4 separate regions of the Mus musculus genome follow, and all the other regions are linked to region 1. A link is a contact called in public HiChIP or PLAC-seq and Micro-C data. All regions are on one chromosome and are shown on one strand. The core of a region is the stretch at or near the end of the contact, and the rest is flanking DNA. Distances in the headings are between cores, read along the strand shown. Region 1 holds the start of 5430421F17Rik (RIKEN cDNA 5430421F17 gene). Region 2 overlaps Fgfr1 (fibroblast growth factor receptor 1). Region 3 holds the start of Fgfr1 (fibroblast growth factor receptor 1). Region 4 overlaps Gm31045 (a long non-coding RNA gene).

Region 1 (3,012 bases), core at 184-2,683:
ACGCCGGAACACGGTGCTGCCCACAGCTCCATGTGTCTCAGCCTCCAGGGCAGAAAGGAAAGCAAGGCAGGGAGGATTCCCGGAAGGAACCCGGCGCCATTGCTGATTCTCCTGAAAGCCACTGGGAGCTACTTTCAGATTCCCTCTTATGGTCACTTTAATTAAGTAAATAACCCAAAAGTTTTAGGAAAATGGCCAACGTGAAAAGTCCAGGGGGCCTCAGCTACCTAAAGGTTCACAGTTTCTTCCATGTGGTCTGGAAAAGGGACCCTTTTAGATACAGCAACAGGAGAAGCTCTGCTCGCCAAGGAAAGAGAAGACGAGCCTAGACTCCATGGTGGCTGTCAGCCAGCAAAATCCCACAAGGATTGTGATTTGCATTCCAGGCCTTGTCCTTCGAGCCTTGCAGTAAACAGCACAGCAGCTCCCTTGTACATTAGCTCAGAAATATTGACTCCCTCTCCATCCTTCTGGGAGCTCTCGGTGTCTAGAGGCTTCTTTTGGGTCACAGGCGGTCTCTGCCTTCCTCGGGAGGTTAAAGGGTTCAGCTCTTCTTTTATTACCAAAATGTGAATCCCATAATCACATTGCTCCCACTGTTGAGTTAGCTGACCCCGCGAATCGACTGTTTTCATCAGAGAGATACCGTGAGCTACAATGGTATTTAGAGTGACGCAATGCCAAACCGAGGGAAAAGAGCATTCAGAAACAGTTACTGATACAAAATCATCTGGGCCTTTGGGAAGGGGAGAGAAAGCTCACGGCTTCCTCAGCCAGGGACCTCCCTAATAGTACAGGCTGCAAGCTCATTCTGGGGTAATTGTAGAGGCCTTGCCTGCCTCCTCCTGCCTACAGTTTCAACAGGCTCCTGTTCTCTGCCTCAGCTTTCAGCACACACCCAGGCAAACACACAGATAGATGCACATCCGCACCGACTCTTCAATGGCAGGTAGAGTCTGCACTCACCATCATTCCTGTTAGCACACTGACTTTACAAGATTAACCTCAAACCGACAGTTTAATTCCTGGGATTTTTTGACCTACTATGTGTATGTGTGCGCGCAAATGTTCAATTCACTTGGCTGTGTTAATTACAGATGAGTGAGCCCTACCGCAGTCTTCTTTACCAGTTTAGTGATACAGTTTGGGGACCAATTTTAAAGTCTTTGAGAAAGGATAGATGCCAAAGTGCCCTGTTTCCCACTAATCCACAGTGAGCAGCTTGCAAACCATGTCTAAAATTGTCCTCAATTCCAAGTTCTTTCTATACAATCAACCTCTCCAATATAATAATTCTAAAACCTTTTCTTGATCTCTGCTTTTAATAAAGTACATTTAGAGAGGATATGAATTCCAGATTTGATTTCAGACTCTGGGGATGTATATTCCTCTTCTGGAACGTGTATATCCGGTCCTGGGGTGAAAAGGGGCGGAGGGAGAGAGTGTGTGTTTCCACAGCATAACAAACATTCCTTGTATGGCTTGTGCTGTTTACACACTCAGCACATAGGGGAGAGGCAAAGAAGCCTGGGATAATGTTAGAGTCAGGTAAGGAATACTCTGCTGGTGCCGGGTGCCGGGTGCCGGGTGCCGGGTGCCGGGTGCCGGGTGCCGGGTGCCGGGTGCCGGGTGCCGTTGCCAACCTCTTTCTCTTGCTAATGTTTGGAGTTTTGTTTTTGGGTTTGGTTTTTTTTTTTTTTTCCCCTGTAGATGAATAACAACTACAGCGAATAAAGGATCCAGTGGATTCAGTTTTAGGTGATACTTGAGAAAGGGAGAAGGAAAGGGAAAGGGAGAGGGAGAGGGAGAGGGAGCGAGGGAGAGAGGGAGAGAGGGAGAGAGGGAGAGAGGGAGAGAGGGAGAGAGGGAGAGAGGGAGAGAGGGAGAGAGGGAGAGAGTCAGATAGACAGACTTTGTTTGATCACTGTCCTATCAATTCCTAAGCACTTTTGGCATAATGACTGGAATCTCCCCACCCCTAGGTATGACCTTGCCAGAGACCGGATTCCAGTCGTGGGATTCTCCTGCATAAAGGCTGGAAGAAATGATCTGGGCTGCTGAGCACAGGAAGCAGAAGGTGTGCTTCTGACTCATAACCCCCTCCGCTCGAGTGTGTCAGAGCATCTCCTGTGGAGTTGGAGAGATGCAGCCAGCTGGAGCTTGGGGCTAGGATAGGAAGCTTTGTCTCCTGTGGTGGGCTTGCTACCCAGGTGCCTTTGAATCATATAGCTCAGGGTTGACTCCTGAGTGTGACAAACAGAGATAGTAACTTAAATCTGCCGGCTTGTGGTTCAAATGAGCCCTGTCTTGTACTTGAAAAGGAGGTTAGGTGATGGCCTGGAGTTGCCAAAGCAGACACCTCAGTATAGGAGGATTCTCAGAGACAGTCTGATTTGTCCTCTGAGACCCCACGCCACTGTGTCGTGGAAGACAAACTTAGTTTTCTAGTCTCGTTTCCATCTCATGTTCCGGAACAGATTTCTTTGGATAATTTTATCTCTTTTGGAGAAATGCTGGTCTTTTAGATGTCCATGTCTCCCTTTCTTCATCGGGGTGGCCCCTGGGCATATAACAGAGAGGAGCAAGCTTGCTTCCATACGGTATTTCCTGATTACCCTCTATGTCTGATGGAATGTGGCTGGTCAGCTCTCCCTGGACCAGTGACTGTATGTCCTGGCCGTTGGCATTCAGCCAGGGTCTGTTCTAAAGCCTATTGTTGGATCGCTTGTGGTTCTGAGTCAGAGCCCAGGTTCCTTTTTTCCCTAATTCCTCTCCTCCTTAACCAAATCCCAGCCCTGGTTCAGTGGGCTGCTGGGTTTGGCTGGGATGCTGTAACGCTATGGAGGTCAGGACCCTAGCAATGTGTCTGGTAGCCCTTGGCCCCAGTGCCATCCTGATGCCACCACAGACTTCCTCTCTGGTAAATTCTGCAGCCAGACTCAACCAGACTCTGTGCCCCACCCCTGCAGGAGCCCAGAGGAAACTGGGGTTCTTTCCATACCACACAGGAAC
Region 2 (3,012 bases), core at 193-2,692, 230 kb before region 1:
ATAGGAATATACTTGGCTAGATGGGGGAGAATCAGTGAAGGAAGAGGCCGGTAACCAGCCTGAGCCTAGCAGTCTCTGTGGGGACCATGGGGGAGGAAAGGCTGAGTCCTGGACTCAATTTTCTTTGCTAATTAACCATTTGAAATTTCAGTCCTGACGTTTTCTATCCAGACTCACAGGCGGCAAGTCTACATTTTGCTGAATTCCCGGGCCCTCTTACCCACTTTGCCTACACATTCAGGGTCTGGGGAACGGCTGCTTTCAGGCTAACCAAGAGTACCGCTGCCCCCAAATCACCTCTCTTACAGGAGCTATCCCAGGAGGCTCAGGAGCACAGCAACTCAGCAGATAGGACCACCGGTGTACTGGGTTTCAACTCTCACCCTAGCCTTGCTCCGTATGCAGGACATGATTCCCGAATGAAGACAGCAGGAACCATGTGTGGTATGGGGTAAGTGGACAGTGGTGTTAGCCAAAGACCCGATGGGGTGAGGGAGGCAGTGGCTCAAGCCCAGGGCTCTCTACTTACAGCCATTTAGAGGGCCCAGGTGACTAGGTTCCTACCGGTCACACTACAGGCTGACAGAGCAAACTAAAAGTCAGAGGCAGCCCAGACTCCAAAAGGCTTCTCTTAAGGCCATGGGTCTCAACCTCCTAACACTGCGACCATTAAATACAGTTCCTCGTGTTGTGGTGACCCCACCATCACCATAAGATTATTTTGTTGCTACTTCCTAACTGTAATTGTGACACTGTTATGCATCTGAGAATCTGTTATGAGCACTGTTACGAAGCTGAGGAGAGAGAGCAGCCGGGTCACTCCCGGTTAGGGGAGAAACAGTTGTCTGGTTTCCAGGGAAGAGGGAAGTAAGGATGTGGGGGATGGGGGGTGGGGATGGGGGGGATGAGCAAAGAGACTTCCCAATAGCCTCGAGGAATGAGGCCTTATAAAAACAGGGCAGAGCTGCTGGTCAGACTCTCTGACCTGGCTCTCACCTCCTGGATAATGATCCCCAGAAGTCACTTCCCCAAGGCCATCAATGACATCCCAGAGACACCCTGCTCCTTGACAGAAAGGACCCATTGCTTAGGCCCTGCCCACCCACTCGGGACGCAGCAGAAGCACGCTCTCACAGAAGCCAGCTCCCTCCGGTTCTGCCCTCCCCACAGGTAGTCCCAGACTCGGGGTGACAGAATCCTGGCTGGATTCTTTGTATGGCCTCCCTCCCTGCCCCCCCACCCCTACTCCCCCACCGACAGCAAGTCCTCTGGACAACCATTTGTTCTTTCTTCCCTGAGAAATTCCTCCTCCTCCCCCCTTACTTTGGGGAGCGGCTGGCAACGGCAGAGTGGAAAAATGAGTGAGGCTAATGGTGTAGCAATGCGGAGGCCCGAGCCAAGAACACAGCCTTGAGCGGCTCGGCTGCCCGGGGCCTCGCTGATCCGGACACGTGAGTACCCTCACATTCTCTCACAGGCTGAGCACGGCCCTCCCTCCCCACCCCACCCCCCTCCGCTAGCAAGCACCTTTCAGAAGCGCTGGTTCTACCTCCAGGGAGGGGATGCACAATGACGTAGGGAAACCTGGCAACAGACTTCATGGACCTAACCCCCCAACCCTCGCTTGAACAACAACAAAGGGGGGGGGCATCATTTAACACCTTTCATTCTGGAATCCTCTACTGTCCAGTGGGTTAGAAACAAACAAGGTCTTTTCACAAGAAATTTTACTGGGGGTGGAGGGTGGCCACGGTGTGTCCCCCAAAGTGTTCCAAGCCAGCTATGTAACCTTACTCCTTAGGTCACACCAACAAGCAAAAGCTGCCTGGACTACAGCCTGCCTGTCAGTGATACACACTGCATACCTAGCTAGACTCCCAGGCAGCTAGGTTGAAATCCACACCCTCTTGGACCAGTGGCAGCTCAGGACCCCTAGTGGGGTGGGCGTGGGAGGGCTACCAGGGAGCTACAGCTGAGGCCAGGGCCAGATTTTGGCAGCACCCCCAGCCTTTCCCCATAGGCACAGGTTTTTTCGGCAGAACAAGGACAAAGCCGGGCTTTGTGGTACACAGCGGGCCTGCAGCCTGCAGCTTTTCCATTTAACGTAACCTCTCCTCCCTCATCCTGCCACCAGACTCCTTCAAATCTGGGTGGGTGGGAGGAGCTGTAAAACCTCAGCCATTAAATCTCTTATGAGATGCAGGTTTCTGTGGACGGAGGAAAGCATTTCAAGGCTGGAAGTCTCACACTGGCTTGCTCCTTTAGGGTGCTCAGGGAACAGGGAAGCAGAGGCCGCCATTCCCAACTACAAGTGGCCCTGCAAAGTTTTGGACGTACCCACTCACTGATGCCTCAAGTCCTGCTCTCGGAGACAAATACATGCAAGCAGTCTTCCTCAGACTCCTAAACTTTTGGAAGCCGGTATTCTGCCCCTGGGCCTGTGTCCCAGTTTCATTTTACACACAAACCCCAAAACCCAATCTGAAGAAACAAAGCTTAAGACTCGGTAATATGGCAAACGGGAGAAGGACGGGGTGGGGTGGGGTGGGAGAGGAGGCTGGTTTTCCTGGAATCCTTATTAAATCAACTTTGTAAGGACAGCCAGAAACTGCAGGCCTCCTGGGTCCCTTCAGGGCAGGGGCGTTTGCAGAGGACTGCCAGGATTGTGCTCAGTCAGGGGAGGGGCTGCCATCTCCTCGCCGCCTCCCCTAAAGCCTTCCCAAGTGCAAGCAAAGTCTGGGATGATTTGTTTTTAACTTGTGGACCAATCTTTGTCACATAAAGTACAGTTGTTTTGTATTGTTTTGTTTTTAAAGACAATAGCAGCATTACTTAATCATCAGCATGGCCAAGACTACAGTACACGGCATGTCTGTGAGGTTCCAAAGTTTACAGGGCATGGACAGGGCATATTCCTCTGACATCACAGTTAATAGTGGGTCTGTGTTCTTTCAAAACTGCCCCCCCCCCACAACAGGGTGTGGTGGCATAAGTCTTTAATACCAGCATTCA
Region 3 (3,012 bases), core at 223-2,722, 210 kb before region 1:
AGGGCTCCTCCGCACCGGACAAGTTCTCCTCATTTCCTCCACTTCCCAGAACGATCCAGACCCCGAGACCCCCCACCCCCCGCTTCTCCAGACCCCTTCAAGAGTCCTCTAGGTCTAAGATAAAATAGAACATTACCACCACCACCACCATCACCCCTCAAAAGGGGGGGGAATCTTTGCTCGCTCTCCGCTAAAGCCGATTCAGCCATTTGGTGACGACACCTCCTTCAAACCTATTCCAAGACAAGCTAGCCTTCCCCGCCACTTCCTTTCCTCTTCAACCCCCCAACCTGGACCCCAGACTTGCCCGGAGGTAGGAAAACACTTGAAAAGATCCCAGATGTAGGGTGTTGAGCTTAAAGCCACCGGCTGAAACGGGGTGAATCCGCAAGAGGACCAAAAGATAGATGATGTACACACACACACACACACACACACACCCTCCATCTCCCGGCCCATTCCCGCCCTCCTCCCCAGTAGGGAACACACAGCTTCCGCCGCCTTCTCCTGGGCCAAGAGGGTCGGGGTCTGGACTCGGAGCGCAGCAGCCTCCTCGCTAGCTCCGGAGCGCGAGTTGGCGGAAAAGTTAGGCAGCGGGCAGCAGCAGCGGGCCCAGCGCGCGGGGAGGGGGCGCGGGCAGCGACACTGGCCGAGGGAGGAGGGACAGGGGCGCCGGGGAGGGAGCGGAGTCGGGGGTGGGGTGGGGGATTGGAGGAGGGAGGCGCGGGCTGCGACTGGCGAAGCGCGGGGGCCGCTCGGGACGCCCAGCCAGCCGGCTCTGCGGGCGCCGGCGACTCTTACCTCACTTGGCGCTGCGGTCCCGCCTCTGGAGAGCTCGCCGTGGCGCGGCGGGTGTCTGTGTCTTGCGCTCCCGCCGCTCGTCTCCGGGCTCCGTTCAGATCCTGATGGGGTCTCGAGGGCTCCGCGGCCGAGGCACGACTCCCGGCGGCACTCCGAGCCGGGCGCCTCCAGCCCGGGCGGGAACAATGGAGCCGAAGCTGGTGCCCCGGAGGCGGGGCGGGGGGGAGGGCTCGGGTCCGCCGCCCGGGGTCCCCAGATCGTGCGCCCCCCGCTCTCCAGTACGCAGCGGCGGCGGTGGCGGCGTCTCAGGCTTCTGGCAGCCCGAGTTCCATCACCCCTCCTGGGGCTCCGGCGTGCATTGACTGCAGCACGGCTGTGGTGCGCCCCTGGGACCTGAGAAAAGTCCTCGGTCTCCGCTGCTTTTCCAGCTGCGGCGCGCGCTCGCGGCCGGGAAAGGCGAGGTCGCCGCAATGCGCTAAGCACAGTCTCAGTCCAGTCCGGACGTCTCGGCCCCGCTTCCCTGCGCAGCCCGGGTCCTCTGCACGCAGCGGCTGCACCAGGGTTCCGGCTCCCGTTCCGCGCCGCCCGCAGCGGAGAGCCCCGCCAAAGTACCCGCAGGAGCGCTCCGAGCGCTGTGCGCCGGCGAGGCGCGAGGGCTCGCTCTCTCACTCCCACCCGGCGCTAGTCCCACCTCCTCCTCCTCCCCTTGCAGTTGCCTGCTGGGCCTTGTAGTTCTCAAGCTGCAGCCCCGGAGAAGCCTGGAGCGAGCAGAACTGCTCTACAGTCTGGTCTAACTTGAGTTTTCGCCTGGAGGGCGCCCGAATTTCAGACTGTGTGTAGATCAGCGATTTGGGGACAGGAGTGGAGGGTGGGGAGGGGCGGGTGCCTGGCTATAATTTTGAGGTTGCACTGGGCAACTTGGTCTTTGGTTATCTCTGTGCCTTGGGGTATGATTTTCGTGCTCTAAATCTCGGTTTTCCCGTCTCTAAAAGGAATAAATAGGACCCTCACATAGCTTACAATATACGAACTGTTTTTATTGATGGATCGGTTGACTTTCCCCCTCAGACCCTTTCCTTGGATCTCAACTTTCCCCAGCCACATAATTTAGGTTTTGTGGTTCACGCTGGAATGGACCCTGCAAATTCTACAGTGCTGTTCATGGTAGCCTTAGAAATCACCAGCTTTCAGGAAGCAACCGAAGAGAGGAGGGGTTTTTGTTTTTTTTTTTTTTCGGATGGGGGGGGATGTTTGTTTACTTGCTTGCTTGTTTTGTTTTGTTTGCCTTAGGAATTAATCAGAGTCAAACCAGAGCCTCCACAGTATACTATGAACCTCAAAGAAAATCGCTGAAATGCCCTTCCCACCAGGTCCCTCCACAGAGATGTTAATCTGTGGCTCTTTAATCCAATGAGTCCAGTGGACGTGAATCATATTGAGATTGTTAAAAAATAAAAATTTTTGATCCTGCTTGGACATGAGAAATCCCGATGTTTTGATGAAGCATGCTAACAATTCTGAGACAGCCAGTGGGGCCTTCGCCTCGTTGCAGGAGCTCACTTTCCAGCAGTCTAAAATGATGATGTACATATGCAATCCTAGCCCTGGAGGGTCAGAGACTTAAGATCACCGTTGGCCACATAGGGACTGAGACGACAGCCTGTGCTTACAGACCCTGTCTCAAACAAATCAAACACAGGGGTTGGCGATGCAGCTTTGACAAAGGCAAAGACAGTGCTTTGATTCCAGCACACTCTAGACCTGACTAGGTGGTTGGTACCTGTTGGTTTGCTGCATAGCAGTGGGGTGGGGGCTCTGCAAATTTTCCTGGTGACTGTGATGTGATGTCTACTTGGGGACCACTGGAAGGGTGGAATATGTCACACTAGGTGTGAATTCCACCACTCAAAGACTTTGGGCATGTCACGAATCTGATAAGATCTAGTCCCTCTATGGGTCTCCCCCATGAGAAGCAGACTGAATGAATGTAAGTGTGCCAAAAGGGTCACACATGTGAAAGCCATCATGAGGGGGACTGTTCTATTCCGCTTCCACAGAGCAAGCCATGACAGCTTGAATACCAAACAATCCAACTCTTCCCTCCACATTGAAGACTAAGAGTTTCTAAGACAGTTTTCTATGTGACCACCAGGTGAAAAAATGGGAAGCTACGGAGATATTATCACATTTGTTTATCTCCAGTAAAGGGTG
Region 4 (3,012 bases), core at 272-2,771, 160 kb before region 1:
GAGCCCAGCTCCAGACCAGTTCTGACAGCGATGTCCTTCCCTTTCTCTTTTCTCCTGATGCCCAGAGCATCTTAGTAGATTCCATCATCAATGACAAAATGTTATTGGAGTGTAGGGCCTTTGAAGTCTCTAGATAAATGAGATAATAAACCTCTGCTCCCCAGGGATACAGAGAAAGGTATGAGACTACTGAATGGTCTCAGCAGTGCTGTAGACATAGTACCTGCTTAGTTAATATGGAATAGGAACAATTAACCCATTGCCAGAAGCCCCTCTTTGAAGTTTGGGTCAACTCTGAGCCATATGGGAATCAGTGGATGTGACAATTAAAACTCATACCCAACCTCAGACCTGATCTTCAGAGTTAATAGGTTTGGGGCTGGTGAGATGGCTCAACAGGTAAGAGCACCTGATTGCTCTTCTGAAGGTCCTGAGTTCAAATTCCGGCAACCACATGGTGGCTCACAACCATCTGTAACGAGATCTGACTCCCTCTTCTGGTGTGTCTGAAGACAGCTACAGTGTACTTACATATAATAAAAACATAAATAAATCTTTTAAAAAAAGAGTTAATAGGTTCAAGCTCTTCACCCTCACTTAGCCATTTTTCTTGAACTGCTAAAGTCAACCCCCTATTTTATCCATTCCTTTTCGTGGAAACTGAGCCGTGAGGACAACGTGGCCACCAAGCTGATGGCTAAGGGAAGGAAAACATCAGCAATCCCGTGAAGGTGACACTTCTGTGGTGTCCCAGAAGCAAATTCTGAATCATGTAGGTCAGGGCTGCCAAAAGGCCTGGCTGGTGCAGGGAGAGACTTCTGATCTGGGTGGGGCAAGAAGGGGAGGGGGGAGGTGGGGCAGGGAGGAGGGAAAGGAGTCAAGGAGTCAAGTGAATCTAGGTCTAGGGCTGTCTGGTACAGTGCTTGCTGCCTTCTAGGTTATTTAACCATTCCAGCCATTAAGACAAGCCCCTTTTGCACGGGGCTGCTCTGAGTGCATTTTAGTTGAAAGATGCAACGTCATCTCATTCCTTCTGGGAAAGGAGAAAGGACCCACTGTATACTCAGACACCGATCGAGGATGCCGTGCCAGCCTCAGTTGCACCTCGCTGTCCTAGGCCGCAGCGGTGGTGTTTGGCTATGGTCCCCTCTGCAAAATGCAAGGGGGTCCGGGTTGACGGATTTCAGAAGTCCTCTCCTCCCGCTGCCTGAAGAATTCCGCGCTGCTGCTCCACAGGGGGTGGGGGAGGGGAAGTGTTCCGCAGGAAGAAGGGACAGATGGCTCCCGCTGGACTGTGTTCAGAAATGTGGTGTGTGATATACAGCGTGAATGAAGTGTGGTGCCCTTTAAACACAGCCTCCCCCCTGCGCTCCACTCTGCCTGGCTCCCTGATTCTCATTCACAGTACACCATCACTCTCCCACGGGCAAACCTCAGATACTTTTGCGCTGGAGCATACACATACACCAGCAGACTCTGACACACACTCGGTGACTCACCGCTGAGCCATCAGTACACACAGAGGGTGACTCAGCAGGGACCCTCATAGGCAGGCTCACACTCAACTGCAGTTGATGTGCACAGAGGGCCTCTGCAGCAGCGGTAGGCAATCCCACCTCCCACTGGGGTCCTTGGTTGAGAGTCTCTCGGAGGCCTGCAAATGATTTGCATTCTTGGCTCCTTGGAACTGCCTGTTCTTTGTCTTGTGTTTATGGCTCAACCGTTTCCCTACCTTGTTCCCCCCACTGGCTGGTTTGGGAGCTCAGCAAGCAATCCAACAGTCCCTGGCCAGCCAAAGAGGCTTTTGTTTCTAAGAAACTTCTTAGCTCTTCATGAGTTCTTTCCCCACAGGGTCTCATCCCTCCCTGGCCTGGATACCTCTGGCCCAGCTTCCCAGGGTCCATGATTGGCAAGTCTCCACTATTCATGCCCTTTGAGTGGTACCTTTCACAAGATGAGGGGGACCGAGGGTGGGCCACACATGTTGAGGGTGGATAACTGGATGGAAGATGGTCTCTGAGGGCCCCCTCTCTTCCTAGTAGTCCAGACAGATGCTTCTTGGACACTGTCTTGGTACTGAGCAAGACCAGCTCTCTCTTCCTGACGATCAGAGAAGCGACGGTATTATATGTCTCCGTATGATGGACAGCCTTATGGGCCTCAGCTCCCACATGGACCTACCGCAGAGTGAGCGATATAGGCTCAAAGAACAGCAGGCAGAAGATGGGACTCCAAGCAACCAGGTATCTTGGCTGGCACATGGCTTCTGTTGTGGTTCAATCTGAAGGTGAGAAAGTCCTGATGCTGCCTCGGACCTGCTTTTCGCCTCTCTCACGGGATGTCACAAATAAAAGATGGGAGCAGAGAAGATCGAGGGAGGGAATAGTCAGTTGTGGTCAGGTGCTTCAAGCTTTGTCTATTTCTCCAATCCCCACACCCCCAACTCCCCACCACCCCCAGTGTGCCTCTCTTCAGTACTGGAGCATATGACATACTAGCTAGGTGAGTGCTGTTGTATACCACTGAGTCCCATTCTTAGCTCATCTCAACCTAATAGCCCTGTAGCCCCACTAACATTACCCACTTGAGCCTGGTCCCTTTGGCTATCCAATGCCCACAGACCCCTCTCTGTCCTTTCAGAAGATGTGGTTACAGGAGCAGATAAAACCTGTATTGTGACCAGGCCTTGGGACACAAAGTGGTACCCAAGAAACAGTAGGGAAAGATGCCAAAGACATGTGCTGCCTTCGGTTGGGAAGTGGGAGGGGTTTGCTCTAGGTCCTCCCTGACTACAGCAACAGAGTCCTAGATGAGTCCCTTCTCCAGACTGCATAGCACTAGGCTGAGTGCTGTCCTGGGAGCAGGAGTGGGCTATCTACTCAGGAATCCTGGCTAGGTGATGCTCCATGGGACTCTCCTCTTCTCTGATACCTTCCCCATGATTTATGCCTAGAAACACAGGCATGCACATACTAGCTGCTTTGAGCTCAGGATTGAAATGCCTTTCAGCTC

The links. A called contact is a pair of places that touch in the nucleus more often than the background predicts. HiChIP or PLAC-seq counts read pairs in DNA pulled down with a chosen protein or histone mark.
Region 2: a contact with region 1 is called in an H3K4me3 HiChIP or PLAC-seq map of craniofacial prominence, with 5 times the contacts expected there. The contact joins the enhancer-like site here to the promoter of 5430421F17Rik in region 1. A contact is called at or near these places in 2 of 39 promoter capture datasets (the SN4741 cell line and pre-B cells), 2 of 484 Hi-C or Micro-C datasets (bone marrow-derived macrophages and muscle stem cells), 14 of 115 datasets of contacts at active chromatin or transcription factors (cardiomyocytes, craniofacial prominence, embryonic basal ganglia and 10 more) and 4 of 9 other capture datasets (adipose tissue, embryonic trunk, liver and 1 more).
Region 3: an H3K4me3 HiChIP or PLAC-seq map of forebrain shows a contact between it and region 1, with 7 times the contacts expected there. The contact joins the promoter of Fgfr1 here to the promoter of 5430421F17Rik in region 1. A contact is called at or near these places in 25 of 39 promoter capture datasets (the 3T3-L1 cell line, 3T3-L1-derived adipocytes, the C10 cell line and 18 more), 4 of 484 Hi-C or Micro-C datasets (bone marrow-derived macrophages, embryonic stem cells and muscle stem cells), 20 of 115 datasets of contacts at active chromatin or transcription factors (the NIH/3T3 cell line, bone marrow-derived dendritic cells, craniofacial prominence and 15 more) and 3 of 9 other capture datasets (adipose tissue, liver and pancreatic islet).
Region 4: a contact with region 1 is called in a Micro-C map of embryonic stem cells, with 2.4 times the contacts expected there. The contact joins the enhancer-like site here to the promoter of 5430421F17Rik in region 1. A contact is called at or near these places in 1 of 484 Hi-C or Micro-C datasets (embryonic stem cells) and 5 of 115 datasets of contacts at active chromatin or transcription factors (bone marrow-derived macrophages, craniofacial prominence, embryonic basal ganglia and 2 more).

Annotation. Positions count from the first base shown.
Region 1 is chr8:25,304,691-25,307,702 of GRCm38.p6, reverse strand. 5430421F17Rik (RIKEN cDNA 5430421F17 gene) reads left to right here and starts at 1,433. Exons shown (of 3, transcript NR_040352.1): 1 at 1,433-1,548; 2 at 1,983-2,077; 3 at 2,970-3,012.
Region 2 is chr8:25,535,756-25,538,767 of GRCm38.p6, reverse strand. The region is part of intron 2 of Fgfr1 (fibroblast growth factor receptor 1); the gene reads right to left. Gm31288 (a long non-coding RNA gene) reads left to right here. Exons shown (of 3, transcript XR_003947368.1): 1 at 1-1,451. Among named protein-coding and RNA genes, the nearest start is that of Gm31288, 8.5 kb to the left of the region's middle. Within about 2 kb of position 1,442, at least 239 of the 459 cell types and tissues checked have an H3K27ac peak or open chromatin away from gene starts, as enhancers often do. A contact at or near this core is called in adipose tissue, cardiomyocytes, craniofacial prominence and 10 more, where this site is marked.
Region 3 is chr8:25,517,219-25,520,230 of GRCm38.p6, reverse strand. Fgfr1 (fibroblast growth factor receptor 1) reads right to left here and starts at 1,472. Exons shown (of 18, transcript NM_010206.3): 1 at 802-1,472. Gm31288 (a long non-coding RNA gene) reads left to right here. Exons shown (of 3, transcript XR_003947368.1): 3 at 1-543. RefSeq lists promoters at 1,333-1,547, 1,333-2,307.
Region 4 is chr8:25,464,185-25,467,196 of GRCm38.p6, reverse strand. It overlaps Gm31045 (a long non-coding RNA gene), which reads left to right. Exons shown (of 4, transcript XR_378820.2): 3 at 2,040-2,287. Among named protein-coding and RNA genes, the nearest start is that of Gm30978, 11 kb to the right of the region's middle. Within about 2 kb of position 1,521, at least 250 of the 459 cell types and tissues checked have an H3K27ac peak or open chromatin away from gene starts, as enhancers often do. A contact at or near this core is called in bone marrow-derived macrophages, craniofacial prominence, embryonic basal ganglia and 2 more, where this site is marked.